Linked DNA regions of Mus musculus: region 2 is linked to region 1. The links are chromatin contacts, called in public capture Hi-C maps. All regions are on one chromosome and are shown on one strand. Each heading gives the region's core, a stretch centred on a gene start, on an enhancer-like site or on the middle of the called end of the contact. The rest is flanking DNA. Distances are from core to core; before and after follow the strand shown.

What was found. Capture Hi-C pulls out chosen DNA fragments and counts their contacts.
Region 2: a contact with region 1 is called in a capture Hi-C map of embryonic stem cells, with 4 times the contacts expected there. The contact joins the promoter of Glyr1 here to the promoter of Dnase1 in region 1. A contact is called at or near these places in 1 of 39 promoter capture datasets (liver), 1 of 484 Hi-C or Micro-C datasets (embryonic stem cells) and 1 of 9 other capture datasets (embryonic stem cells).

What each region holds. Positions count from the first base shown.
Region 1 is chr16:4,034,533-4,040,510 of GRCm38.p6, reverse strand. Dnase1 (deoxyribonuclease I) reads right to left here and starts at 3,475. Exons shown (of 10, transcript NM_001357143.1): 1 at 3,337-3,475; 2 at 3,077-3,203; 3 at 2,814-2,961; 4 at 2,469-2,557; 5 at 2,241-2,324; 6 at 1,880-1,995; 7 at 1,456-1,568; 8 at 1,227-1,381; 9 at 870-966; 10 at 487-699. The coding sequence starts at 2,960. The coding sequence ends at 646. Trap1 (TNF receptor-associated protein 1) reads left to right here. Exons shown (of 18, transcript NM_026508.2): 17 at 80-152; 18 at 287-534. The coding sequence ends at 388.
Region 2 is chr16:5,047,291-5,053,268 of GRCm38.p6, reverse strand. It overlaps Glyr1 (glyoxylate reductase 1 homolog (Arabidopsis)), which reads left to right and starts at 3,359. Exons shown (of 16, transcript NM_001079814.1): 1 at 3,359-3,463; 2 at 4,483-4,519; 3 at 5,456-5,535. The coding sequence starts at 3,426. Ubn1 (ubinuclein 1) reads right to left here and starts at 3,212. Exons shown (of 19, transcript NM_026666.4): 1 at 2,488-3,212.

The sequences.
Region 1 (5,978 bases), core at 2,226-4,725:
TAATGATCCTCATGTAACAGCAGAAGCCCAGGTTGGTAACACGCAGCCTGAGCTGATCTCTGTTGGCTTCCTGGTGCAGGCACACACTGATAAAGAAGCTCTGCCAGCTGAGGGAGAGCGAGCCGGAGCTGGCCCAGCTGCTCGTGGATCAGGTGAGGACTGACTGGGTTTGGCATCCTTTTCTGCCTTGGGGGTACAAAGCTGCTCTCTTCCTGAGGGTCAGGCGTAGGTCAGGCTGGACATGAGCCCCTGATCCTGATTTTACTATGCCATCCCTGTGTTTCAGATCTATGAGAATGCCATGATAGCAGCAGGACTCGTTGATGACCCCCGGGCCATGGTCGGCCGCCTGAACGACCTTTTGGTCAAGGTCCTGGAGAAACACTGACAGCCAAGACACTGGATTTAGTGTCAACCCAGGTCTTCTCGGGTGATAATGGACCTGCCTGGGGAGGCAGGACTTAATACACAAACAGTGCCACCAACTGCTTGAGCTCAGCTTTATTTACTTCAATTAAACAGTATTTCTTAGTCCCCGTGGCAGACGTTTTCTCTGTTCTGAGATGGTGGAATGCTGTAGTACCAAATAGAGTTGAAGTGGATTCTTCCTCACCAGAAGCAGTATGGCTGAACTGCTCAATGACATCAGATTTTTCTGAGTGTCACCTCCACTGGGTAATGGTCACTGATGGCTTCAGCCTACAGAGGCAGGGAGGTGGGGTCAGAGCAAGGTCCTCTATACCACAGAGGGTAAGCAGGTAGAAAGCCTGCTCCTGGCCTGAACTGCCTCCACCCACATCTAGTATGGAAACAGTAGCTCCTGCTTGGCTCCAGGCTAACCTAAACCACACAAGAGAGAGGACACATACCAGCTGGTTGGAAAGTCCGTATTCTGCTTGGAAATCAAAAGGAACAGCCGAGTTGGGAACAACAGCAGCCTGGAGCAGAGCTCCAGCAACCACAATCCTGTAGGATATCAAAGAAGAAGGTCCCTCTCCTCTTTCCCACATAGAGTTTGCTGACCCCAGGCTCCAAATGTGCTACACCCAGGAGTACCAAGAGAAGGCCCTGCACTAGCAGGAACTAACATGTAAGCTGCCCAGATGGAACCCCACCTGCTGGTAGCCACTCTGACAAGAAAACTAGGAGTCTGTAAGAAGGAGAGCTCCTGCCTCTTGAGTAGGAGAAGGCGAGTGAAGGCTTGGTTTGGCTTTGGGGCTGCTCACCTGTCATAAGCACAGTGTGTTGATGTGACTGTGGTGTCCGCACTGTCAGGGATCAGCCACTGGAAGATGGGGCTTGTCCGAAGGCGAATGGAGGACCACTGGGAGGAAGTGACGTAGCTGCAGCCAGCATTGAAGTCTCCCATGAACATGATGTCCTACCAGCAGACATGCCTGTTGGTCCAGGGACAAACAGGGCCAATAGAACCCATTGTCCCTAGGATGGTCTCACCTCCAGGCCCCACTTTTGCCAGACATCTAGGTAAACATCGTAGAGGGCGTCGATCTCACTCACAGCTTCTGTTGGGGCTGCATGCAAGGGCACGATCGCAAATTCTTGGACCTCTGAGGAAAAGCAGACATGCTATGGACATGGTGTCCAGAGACCAGCCTGGATTGGGTCTGGTCTGAGGTTACACTGGGGCCCTTATGCAGAGTGGTTTTAGCTTCGAGCAGAGGTGAAGATATGGGACAGTCTCCCACAGGCTAGATATTGTCCTTGTAGTTGAATGTAAATTCAGAGCACTGGGAGTTCCCTGAGGGAATGTGGGGGCAGCCCTGCCAGCCACAGGCTTCTAGAGGTCTGGATGGGAGTTGTAAGCTGTGACTCCATCGTGGCCTAGGCAGGGCTGACAGTGAAGCCCAGTAGCACTCACCAGTGTATGGGGAAAAGAACTTAACAATGGCTGGCTCTCTGCTGAAGGTGTCATTTCCACAGGGTTCACAGCCATCATCATATTGATAGCTGTCCAGAATAGACACCTGGTCAGGCCTAGAGAAAGACAAGACAAGAGGTGACTCTGGGGCTGTGAGAGCTACCTGAGTAGATGGATACCCACCCAGCCAGAACCTTATCCTGAAGTCCTGTAATATACATTGCTACCCCTACTCTATAAGGACCTCCCAAGTAAAAGAGGGTCACCTGGCCCTCCAAACCACTCTCATCCTCTTTGGCACAGCTTTGAGGCCTGCACATCCCTGAGTTTATTCTCAGGCTTTGGCAGCATAGGGCTTTACCTGTACACAAAAAGGTACTGTTCCTTGTAGCTTTTGCGGCCCAGCGGCTCACTGACTACATAGCGGTAGGTGTCAGGTTTGTCCCTGGATAAAGGAAACCAAAGGTACTTTTTCACCATAGAGGGAGCCTCCTGGCATCTGATAGCAGGGCTCCAACAATAGAGCACAGAGGGCGTGAGACTGTAAATGGTTGTCATTATACTCTAGGACTCCAGTACTGTCACCCACCGATTGAGTTCATCCAGGAGCTTCCCAACAGCAACCAGGTGGGAGTCTCTGACCTCTTGGATAACAGCGATGTCATAGCGACTCAGGATCTGCGGGTAACAGGCTGGGTAGGCAGGGCTGGATCAGCAGCTCAAGACCTCAGACTTTGTCCCTCCCAGGAACCTCAGAGAGCCAGAGCTGCAGCTGCTGCTCTTCCTTCCACACAGCTCTCCTGCCAGCCATGGACGGTGTGGACCGTAATCTGGGCTGACATCCACCCAGCTATGGTAAGGCCTCAGGTTCACTGTGGTCTCTAGCTTCCCTGATAGCACGCCTGCTCTCAGACTCTGGCCACAGTGGACTTACTTTCACAAAGTATACAGAGAGGGTAGCATTGGACATCTTAGTCTCCCCAAAAGTCCGAATGTTGAAGGCTGCAATTCTCAGAGTCCCAGCCAGCTGCAGCAGGTTGACCAAGGTGAGCAGTGTTCCCATTAGCCCTGTGTACCGCATCCTGTGAGATTGAATGGTCAGGACAAAGAAGCAGTGAAGCTCCCATCCCCATCAAAGACTAAAGCCTAGCTTGTGCTGAGCCAGTGGGAGGCCCTCAGTCCTTCCCCTGTACTTACCTGAAAGCCAATCTGAGACGGCTGCAGCAGTCAGAACAGACCTGCTCTGTATGATGAGCCCCCGAGTCTGCACTGGAACTGGATGAACAAGGTGAGTTCACTCAACACCTGACACTCACAGAGATGTCTACAGAGATGATGAGAATTCTGATACTAACCTGGAAAATTCTGATATATATTTCTTCTTTTGCTTTTAAAGGAAGATTCTTTTTACAAAATGTATAAAGGAAAAAACCAAAAAGCAGTGTGGAATTACAGACCTGCTAGCTCTCAGGGTCGCTGTCCAGGCAATGCCAACCTGCCTTGCTCTGCCAGTTTTAAAGGTTCAGGCAGTATTGACCTCCCCAGGGCGCATGTGTACCCTTCACCCAAGAGCACAGAACAATAGGGCTGCCTGTGTGGCCATCCCATTGGGCCCTGGGCAGGCTGATAGCACGTGCTGACATCAACAGACAAGGTGCCTCTTACTGTAAAAACAGTCTGATAACGTGTTTGTGCATGGTTATAAAACCTTGTGTCCTTTGCCCATCCTGCCCTCACTACCAGGGGTGGGTCGTAGGAATTGGAGGCAGGGCTGGCTGCATTAGCTCATCTACTTATGTCTGGTCTAGGGGGTTAATGTCACCTTGTAGCCAAAAGCAAATTTCAGACACTGACATGTTCACCATGGACTCTCAAGACAGCTGCTCTGCTCTGTGGTTAAGGAACCCCCACCTCCAAAGTCATTGAGATGCTAGAGGCTCCAGGTGGGAAATGCTGGGCGATAGAAATTCTTCCTGAGGAAACAAGGAGCTCAAGGGATCCCCAAGTATCTACATCACAAGACAGAGTAACTCAGGGGTGGGTCTTGCCATTTTTTTCAATCCTTGATAGTTCATTTGTGTTTATCCCCTAGGGCTCTTTAACAAGCTACCACAATTTCCTGAAAGCTGTGTAGTCAGAGGTTCAAAACCCAGGTGTGTGCAAGGGCCATATGCACCCCACTCTAGGGGAAGACTCTTGGGGCAGCTCTCCCTTTCTCTGATGATGGAACTGCATTATGTTCCTCTTGGATGTGGACAGGATAATGTCCCATCTCACCCTAGTCCTATCCTTCCTTGGTCCTCTCCCCTAAACTGCACATGGAGGCCAGAGGTTGATACACGTATCTTCCTCTATCACTCTCTACCTTAGTTTTTGAGACAGGGTTTCTCACTAAATCTAGAGCTCAGCAAATTGGCCAGATGGACTGGCCAGCAAGGCCCCGAATCACCCTGTGTCTGCCTCCTAGTGCTGGGATTACAAGCTCCTGCTGTCATACTAGTCTTAAACGAGAGCTGCAGATCTGACTCCAGCCCTTACACTTCTAGTGAACACTTTACCAACTGAGCCATCTTCCCAGTTCCCACAAAGTTCTCTTTTGCCAAGTATTAGGGTGTGGACATCTTTTGGGGTACCATTTATCCCTCCATCAGAAGCTCTATGCTGAAGGGATTTTGGCTTTCCAAGGACAACACAAACATGTTCTAGAGACTGAACCTTCCTGATGAAGGAAGAGCTTTTATGCCCAGAGAGAATTGGAAGTAGCAAATAGAACAGGCAGCTACAAGAGGTTGGATATATCCAGAAGCAGGACAGCCTAGAGGTCAGGAGTCGGAAAGAGGCCAAGGTCAGCAAAGTACCTGCCAGCTGGCCAAGGCACCTGTTATGCAGGACTAGAAAAAATTAACATAGCATACGAAAAGTAAAGACACCTTGGGGAAGACAGTGTCACAGTGGCACTGGAGCACATCTCCTGTGTGTCTCACATGCACAAGTCAGAGATCCAATCACCCACCTGCCTCTCCAGCTACCAGAAACCCCATCTTCATATTCTGATCCTCCTGCCTCCACCTTGCACGTTCTGGAATTTTGTGCAGAGTTTACAGGCTAGTTGTTAGGTGCTTGGCAGCAAACCACTCCAGCCCCATGTAAGTCTTTTCAGAGCTCTGCATGACCATGCTTCAGCTGAGGTTGTGATAGACGGGAGTGTGTCAGTGCTCGCCCAGTTCTCACCCACCCAGCAAGTAGCTGGGGCACCTGGTGGCTGAGCACAACTCATATTTTTCTACCTTGGTCACACATTTGAGAGGTTGTGGTAGGAATGGGAGCAGACCAATGTGCAAAGAAAGGTGGCTGACACCAGGCAGCTAGACACAGAAGCATCAGTAAGATCTGACACGAATGACTTTGGCAGAGGGCCCCACTCCTCTGTTTCTCAGCATCTGGTAGCTAAGGGTACTGGCAAGCCTGCCATTAACTCCCTGCTCCTGGGAGCTCCTAGGTACCCCTACTTTCCTTCCAGCCAACAGAAAGGTTAGGGCTTAGGTCTTCCTTCGGCAGCAGCTGGGTCCTGAGCCCCAGTTGCACATGGTGGCCCCTCACCTGGGCTCCCTGGGAGACACCCAGCTAGGTTACATTCATTTGGAGTAAGGATTCTTGTCCTGCTCTGTGGTTGGAAGATCAGTGGACACAGGACTTGCAAGTCTAAATAGAGTTTACTCCTCTTAGAAGGAAAGCCTCTGGATGCTACACAGCCTCCCCTTTCTCTCTTGTTTTCCTTTTCTTCTTGTGTCAGCTACTGCTGCGCAGTCAGTGGCCTCCAAGCTCAGTGTGCAGAGCAAGTCATTCTTTTCTGTGTATAGCCAGGAGGGGTGTCTTATCCCTGAACTGCACTAGGACAAAAAGGGGGAAGTGGAAACCCCACTAGAGAAACAGTGATGTGATGCTCTTACATCTAGATGCTGTCTCTACCATGCCGAACATCAACAGTAGGACCAGGAGCACACTCTGGAGGTACAAGAACCAGGAAGGTAGAAGCAGCTGAGTGCTTCTGGAGTTTTCAGTCAGATCAACAAGGAAGTATGTGCTGACAGCCAGTGAC
Region 2 (5,978 bases), core at 2,110-4,609, 1.0 Mb before region 1:
GGACTAGGGCATTTGAAACATTTAAGATAATAATATATGTTAAAGTCCATGTTAAACTTATTTAATTCCAAATGCTTAAGAAAATATAAGTTGTAAAGTCCACAAAAGAACGTAAGTTGTACTTATACAACTAATTTATGAGTTGTTTATGACCTTGGGAAGAGCTTCCTCCAAGGTTTGCAAGTTTACCTCTTTAGAAACATGAAGTAGTTGGGAGATGGTACAGCATGCAGCACTCGGGAGGCAGAGGCAGTGGCGCTCCATGAGCTCGAGGACAGCGTGGTCTACACAGAGTTCCAGAGCAGCCAGGGATACACAGACAAACAACCCTGTCTTGGAAGAAGAAACAAACAAGCAAACAAAAGAAATATGAAACAAGTCAAGAAAGAAGTACCTGAGAATTAAGAAAAAAACTACAGTTTAAAACATGTTAGAGAATTTAAATAACTTGATTTAAAAGAGTTGATTGTTTAAGAAAATTTAACCTGTTTAACCTGGTGCTGTCTCTAAGTTTTATTCAAGTTTAAGTAATTTTTATTTTCACAAGCATTCATGTGAGTGTGGGTGAGTGTGTGTGTATGTGTGTGTGTGAAAACTTATAGGAGTTAATTCTTTCATTTCATCATGTGGGTTCCAGAGATTGAACATAGGTCTTCAGGCTTGGAGGCAGACACCCTTACCTGTTGAGCCATCTTACAGACCCTCACATAATTTTTTGTCCCATAAATTCTTAAATTTGTAAATAAAACACTAATGAAAACTTACAAGTTTTAAAAATAGCAAAGAATGGGGACTGGAGAGATGGCTCAGTGGTTAAGAGCACTGACTCTTCTTCCTGAAGTCCTGAGTTCAATTCCCAGCAATCACATGGTAGCTCACAACCATCTGTAATGGGATCCAATGCCCTCTTCTGGTGTGTCTGAAGACAGCTACAGTGTACTCATATACGTAAAATAAATAAAATCTTAAAAAACAAAAACAAAAACACTAAGATTGAGCTGGGGATGTCACTCAGCAAAGTGCTTTCCTTGCACACTGGAGGCCCTGATTCAATTAAATCACACACTGGGATTAAATTAAAATGAGAATGGTAATATATAGCTGTAATAGAAGCACTGTGAAGGAAGAGGCAGGAGGATCCTAAGTTTAAAGTCACTCTTGGACAAGGAGAAGGAGGCTTGGATTGCATGAGAGCTTATCTCCAACTAAAATACAAAAAGGAAAAAAAAAACAAACCACAAAGTAGGGTTTAAATACTCCGAATGACTTGAATATTAGTATGCCACACAGGAAAAAATTCTTCTCTTTAAAAAGCAAATTATGGGATTATGGGTTTGTGGTGGTGGACAGATCTTTAGTCCCAGCACTAAGATGGAACCCAGCCTGATCCACAAGGAGCTCCAAGACAGCCAGGGCTACACACAGAAAGTCTTGAAAAACAAAACAAAACAAAACAAAACAAAAAACATATTATGCAAAAGCCTATTTCCAGGTATTCCTAGGGACTGTTTTATGTTTTTGTTATCATAAATACATTCTTTTTAACTAATTTACTTTTGAACTGACTACCAAAAAAAAAACAGAAAAACTTGTATGCTAATTTTTTCATTAATTTCTTTCCCTATTTAATGGCTTTCCCTTTTTATTTTGAAAGGCAAAGTCCTACAAAAATGACAGGTTATTTTATATTTATTTTTGTTTCCTGTCTTCTTTCATTCTTTTGTTTGTTTGTTTGCTTGAGACAGGGTTCCTCTGTGTAGCCCTGGCTGTCCTGGAACCTCACTCTGTAGACCAGGCTGGCCTCGAACTCAGAAATCCACCTTCCTCTGCCTCCTGAGTGCATGTGCCACCACTACTCGGCTCCTGTCTTATTTCATTAACTAGAATTACAGGACATTAGACAATGTATCCTTTGTTCTATTCCTGACTTTGATGGGATTGTTTCTAAATTTAGTTGTAAAGATTTACATTTAAAGACAAGTCATTACAATATTCTTAAATTCCTGGAAAACTCTAATTTCTAAATTAAGAACATTTGTCAAATTTTATGAAATCTTAAATACACTTTAAATGGTCAGTTCGTGTTTAATTAACACACAATGTAAATGACAGTCCTTGAAAAATGTGGTACTTCTTCCAAAGAAAAAACAAGCTGGGGTCAACCACCCAGCTTCTCCACCACACCATCTCTCAGAGCAATTGACAACCAAAGCCTCTACAAGGACACTGCTTTGGGGAAAGGGGCGTGAACCCGTCACCTTCCGAGCAGGCGTTGACTTCAGAAAGTACAGCTGTAAGTTAAGTCCACCCTGACACAGACTCCTGCCGCCTTTTCTTGGGTGTGAGACTTTTCTTGCTCAAAGTCGAGCTTCAACTCGGTCTACGGAACTTAGGGCAGCCGCCCTGCCCCTCGGCAGGTACCAGTTCCCATTACTGTCACCTGTCTTCCAGCTGTCAAAACTTCTTGCAAAGTGTCACACTACTTACGAAGGCTAACGCGGGAGGCTGGACCAGACCGCGGCGCTCACCGTTGTCCCCAGAGCCGACGCGGGCCGTAGACGTCCCCCCGTGGTGGTCCTCATGCCGGCCCGGGACCCTCGGGTTGCGGCGCGGCTCAGCGGCCCGCTCCCGAGCGCTGCAGGCGGGCGCGCGGAGGGCCCGCGCCGCGGCCCATGGCCGGCTCCCCAGCCCGCGGGAAGGAAGCCTCTCGACAAACTGCCGCTTTCTCTTGTCAGCCAGCGGGGGGAGCCGAGATATGCCAAGTCCACGTCCAAGAAAACAAGTCGGGCGACGCCGAGGACGCTTGGCGGGGACGCCGCTCCGGAAGCCGACTGTCGAGCTGGGCGCTCCTCAGCAGTCTGGAGCTCCCGCCCCGAGCGCGGGCTCGCGGGCAACCGGGGCCTCTTCTGCCCCGGGCTGGGACCGAGACTGGCTTCCAGGCCGCGCCAGGGTCAGTCAGGGCAGCAACCGGACTCCAACACCTATCCGCCCGGGACCTCAGGCTCGGCAACGGCCCGGGGCCCGCGCCTGCCTAACAGCCGTAACGGAAGCAGCGGGAAAGACTGGAAATGAGTCTAGAGTCCCGGAAGCGAGCGGGCAGCACAGTCGGCTCCCTTTCGCGCTAGTCCGGCCGCGCCGCCTCCGCCGCCGCTGCTTTGGACCGCGGATGCTTCGTTGTCACGAGCCGGAGGGGAGGGGGGAGGCGGGAGCTTGGAGTCTCTGGGCTTCGACGCGCTGAGAGCGCGGCGCTCAAGTCACGTGCCTCCAAGCAGTCCAATGGACGGCCGCGGCGCGGTGACGTCAGCGCATCCGCTAGGCGGATGACAGCAAACACCCGTCACGTGGTCAGGCCAACTCCAATGGGCGGTGCCGCGGCGACCTGAAGTTCCCGGCTGCCCGTGCGGCGGCGGTGGTTGGGTGGTAAGATGGCGGCTGTGAGTCTGCGGCTCGGCGACTTGGTGTGGTGAGTCCTGGCGACCAGCGCTGAACGAAAGACGGCGCGAAGCTGCTTTTCCTGGTCGCAGGGTTGCCAGCTGGCCCAGGAGTAGTTTTATTATGCACTCCGGACGGCGGAGAGTGGGGAAGAGGAGGTGCCGCCGCGGTGTGAACGACGCTTGAGCGGAAGAGGCTGTCCGGTCCCCGGGGGACCGAGGCCGAGAGGGGCCGCGGCGGTCCCTGCTCTGAACCCTGAGGCCATCCCAGGGGAGGGTTACGGCTCTAGAACTCTGGCTCCAGCTGCCACTGCAGAGAACTCTGGCGTGGCGTGGAGTCCCAGGGTCTCTCCGGACCTCCTCTCAAAGCAGGAGAGGATACCTTGCTAGAGACAGAGCCGTCCATACCCGCGTTCGGTTGGGACAGACGTGGGCTCGAGGCTTGGTTCCAGGTGGCGAAATCCGACTGCCCGGCGCTGCCCCATGAAGAAACCGAGGGGAGGGTGACTTCTCCTTTGCAAATGATGGCTAGGCGGTGATCCAGTGCCTCTCGTTCTGTTCCTTGTGTCCCCTGCAACAGCCAAAACCAAGAGTGACCATTGTCTCCTTGGAACTGCGTAGTTTCCCTACCTAGAGGAAGGTTTCCATGATCATTTGTCAAAGGAAAGCCGATCATGGGGTGAATTAAATCAGTCTTAGGGAAGTCTGTGTTTACAGAGAGAAGTTTCCAACACTCTCCCAGGGAGGTACCAGACCAGTGACGTCCTGATGGTTTTGTTTTTCTATGTTCCTTCTCGGGAAGAGTGCACAGATCTCAGGCACACACACACACACACACACACACACACACATATATATATATATACAGTTTTGTATGTAATATGTGAGGGCCCTGAGCCCAGCTGTGAAAGACCCATCTGGTTTGCCTGCTTTTGTTCTGGCCCTTTTGTTCAGCCTAGAGTTAGAAGCATAGATTGCTTGTTGAGTGGGCTGAAGGAGATGGACTGGCTTTTCCAGGGCAAGTTCTGACTGTTTGTATTATTTTCTCTAGGGGGAAACTGGGCCGGTATCCTCCCTGGCCAGGAAAGGTGAGTGCATTGTTGGTTTTAAAAGAAGGTAGTTGAAGCTAAGGGAGAGGGTTAACATGTTGAATTTCCTCCATTCTCTAACACTGACTTAAAATGGGCTCATTTTGATAAAATGTAGTGTTTTGCCTCCAGTTATCAGTCGGTTTTGAAAGTTATAGCATAAACCAGAGTGTTTAAATATGAGGTAATCACTTCAGTCAGAGGGCTTGTGAAATTGGTTGGTTTTTTATCTTGGAAATCAATTGTAATCAAAATGTAGCATGCTAAAATCTAAGGATGAAGAAACAGATTCTCCAGGAAGAGGGAAGTCTAAATGTAGGTTAGTGAAAAGCTAAAGTATTTTTGTCCCAACTAAGTTTAAATCTTCTTCCCCTGTTACCATATGTGCTGCTCCAGTGCATCTCTGCAGAAGATGGCATTCCAGATTTTTCAAGAGGTGGTCCATCATAGCTTTCCAAATGTTCTGGCTTTTTAGTCTTGCTAGGAATCCAGGAAATGTCTGAAGACTCTTTGCAATATGGTATTTCCTGTGCCTTGGTGGTCCCCTATTTTCACTGCTTCCTGTCTTAACTCTTGCTACCCACAACAAAAGTATTTTAAAGAATATTTTCTGTTTCTTCATTAATCACATCACATGGAGGGAGGGGTGATGTTGCTGTTAGTTTTAACTGTTTCTATGCCACGAGTCATTGCAATAAGACTATCTGTTGGACAATATACTACCTGTTGGCTATGGAGAATTTAAAGAATATTTACATATTTCTTCATATCACAATAGCAAAGTCCCATCTATGGGACAAGTATAGAGCCCTGGTTTGCTTTTGGACATTGTCCTTTCTCAGATCTTGGGCTTTCCAGCCTCACTGGAGCCATGGGGAGTTACTTTCCCAGTAGCCTTCTGGTTCGCCTCATACCTTTTCTCTTTCTCTCCTTCAGATTGTTAATCCACCCAAGGACTTAAAGAAACCACGTGGAAAGAAATGCTTCTTTGTGAAGTTTTTTGGAACAGAAGATCAGTGAGTAGTCCTCCCTGAGAGCTTCATGTTGCTTTTGGGTGTTCCCCTGAGTCTGAACTGCTCTATGAGTATCTAAGGCTTGCTGCAGTGTGAAAAATGGTTCCTCACTCTGGCTTTACGCTTAAATAAAAGGTGGTGTTCTTATCTAGCAAAAAATTATTCTGAGGCTAATGATGATTTCCTTCAGGTAAGAACCAGCGTTCATAACTCTACATGTGGTAGGCATGCTGTTTATATCACGTGCGCTCATGTGTTCTCTCTCTCTCTCTCTCAGCAATTTTTACAAATGTTCTGTGGCCTTGGGGATAGAACACGGAGCCTTGCCCATTTTAGAAAAGCCATTGACCACTGAGCTACATGCCCAGCTGATTTTGTTTTAATGACCATGTAGTGTAGTCTGAGGTACAGTGAAAGCTAAGGTGTTATTTGGTAAAAATACTTGT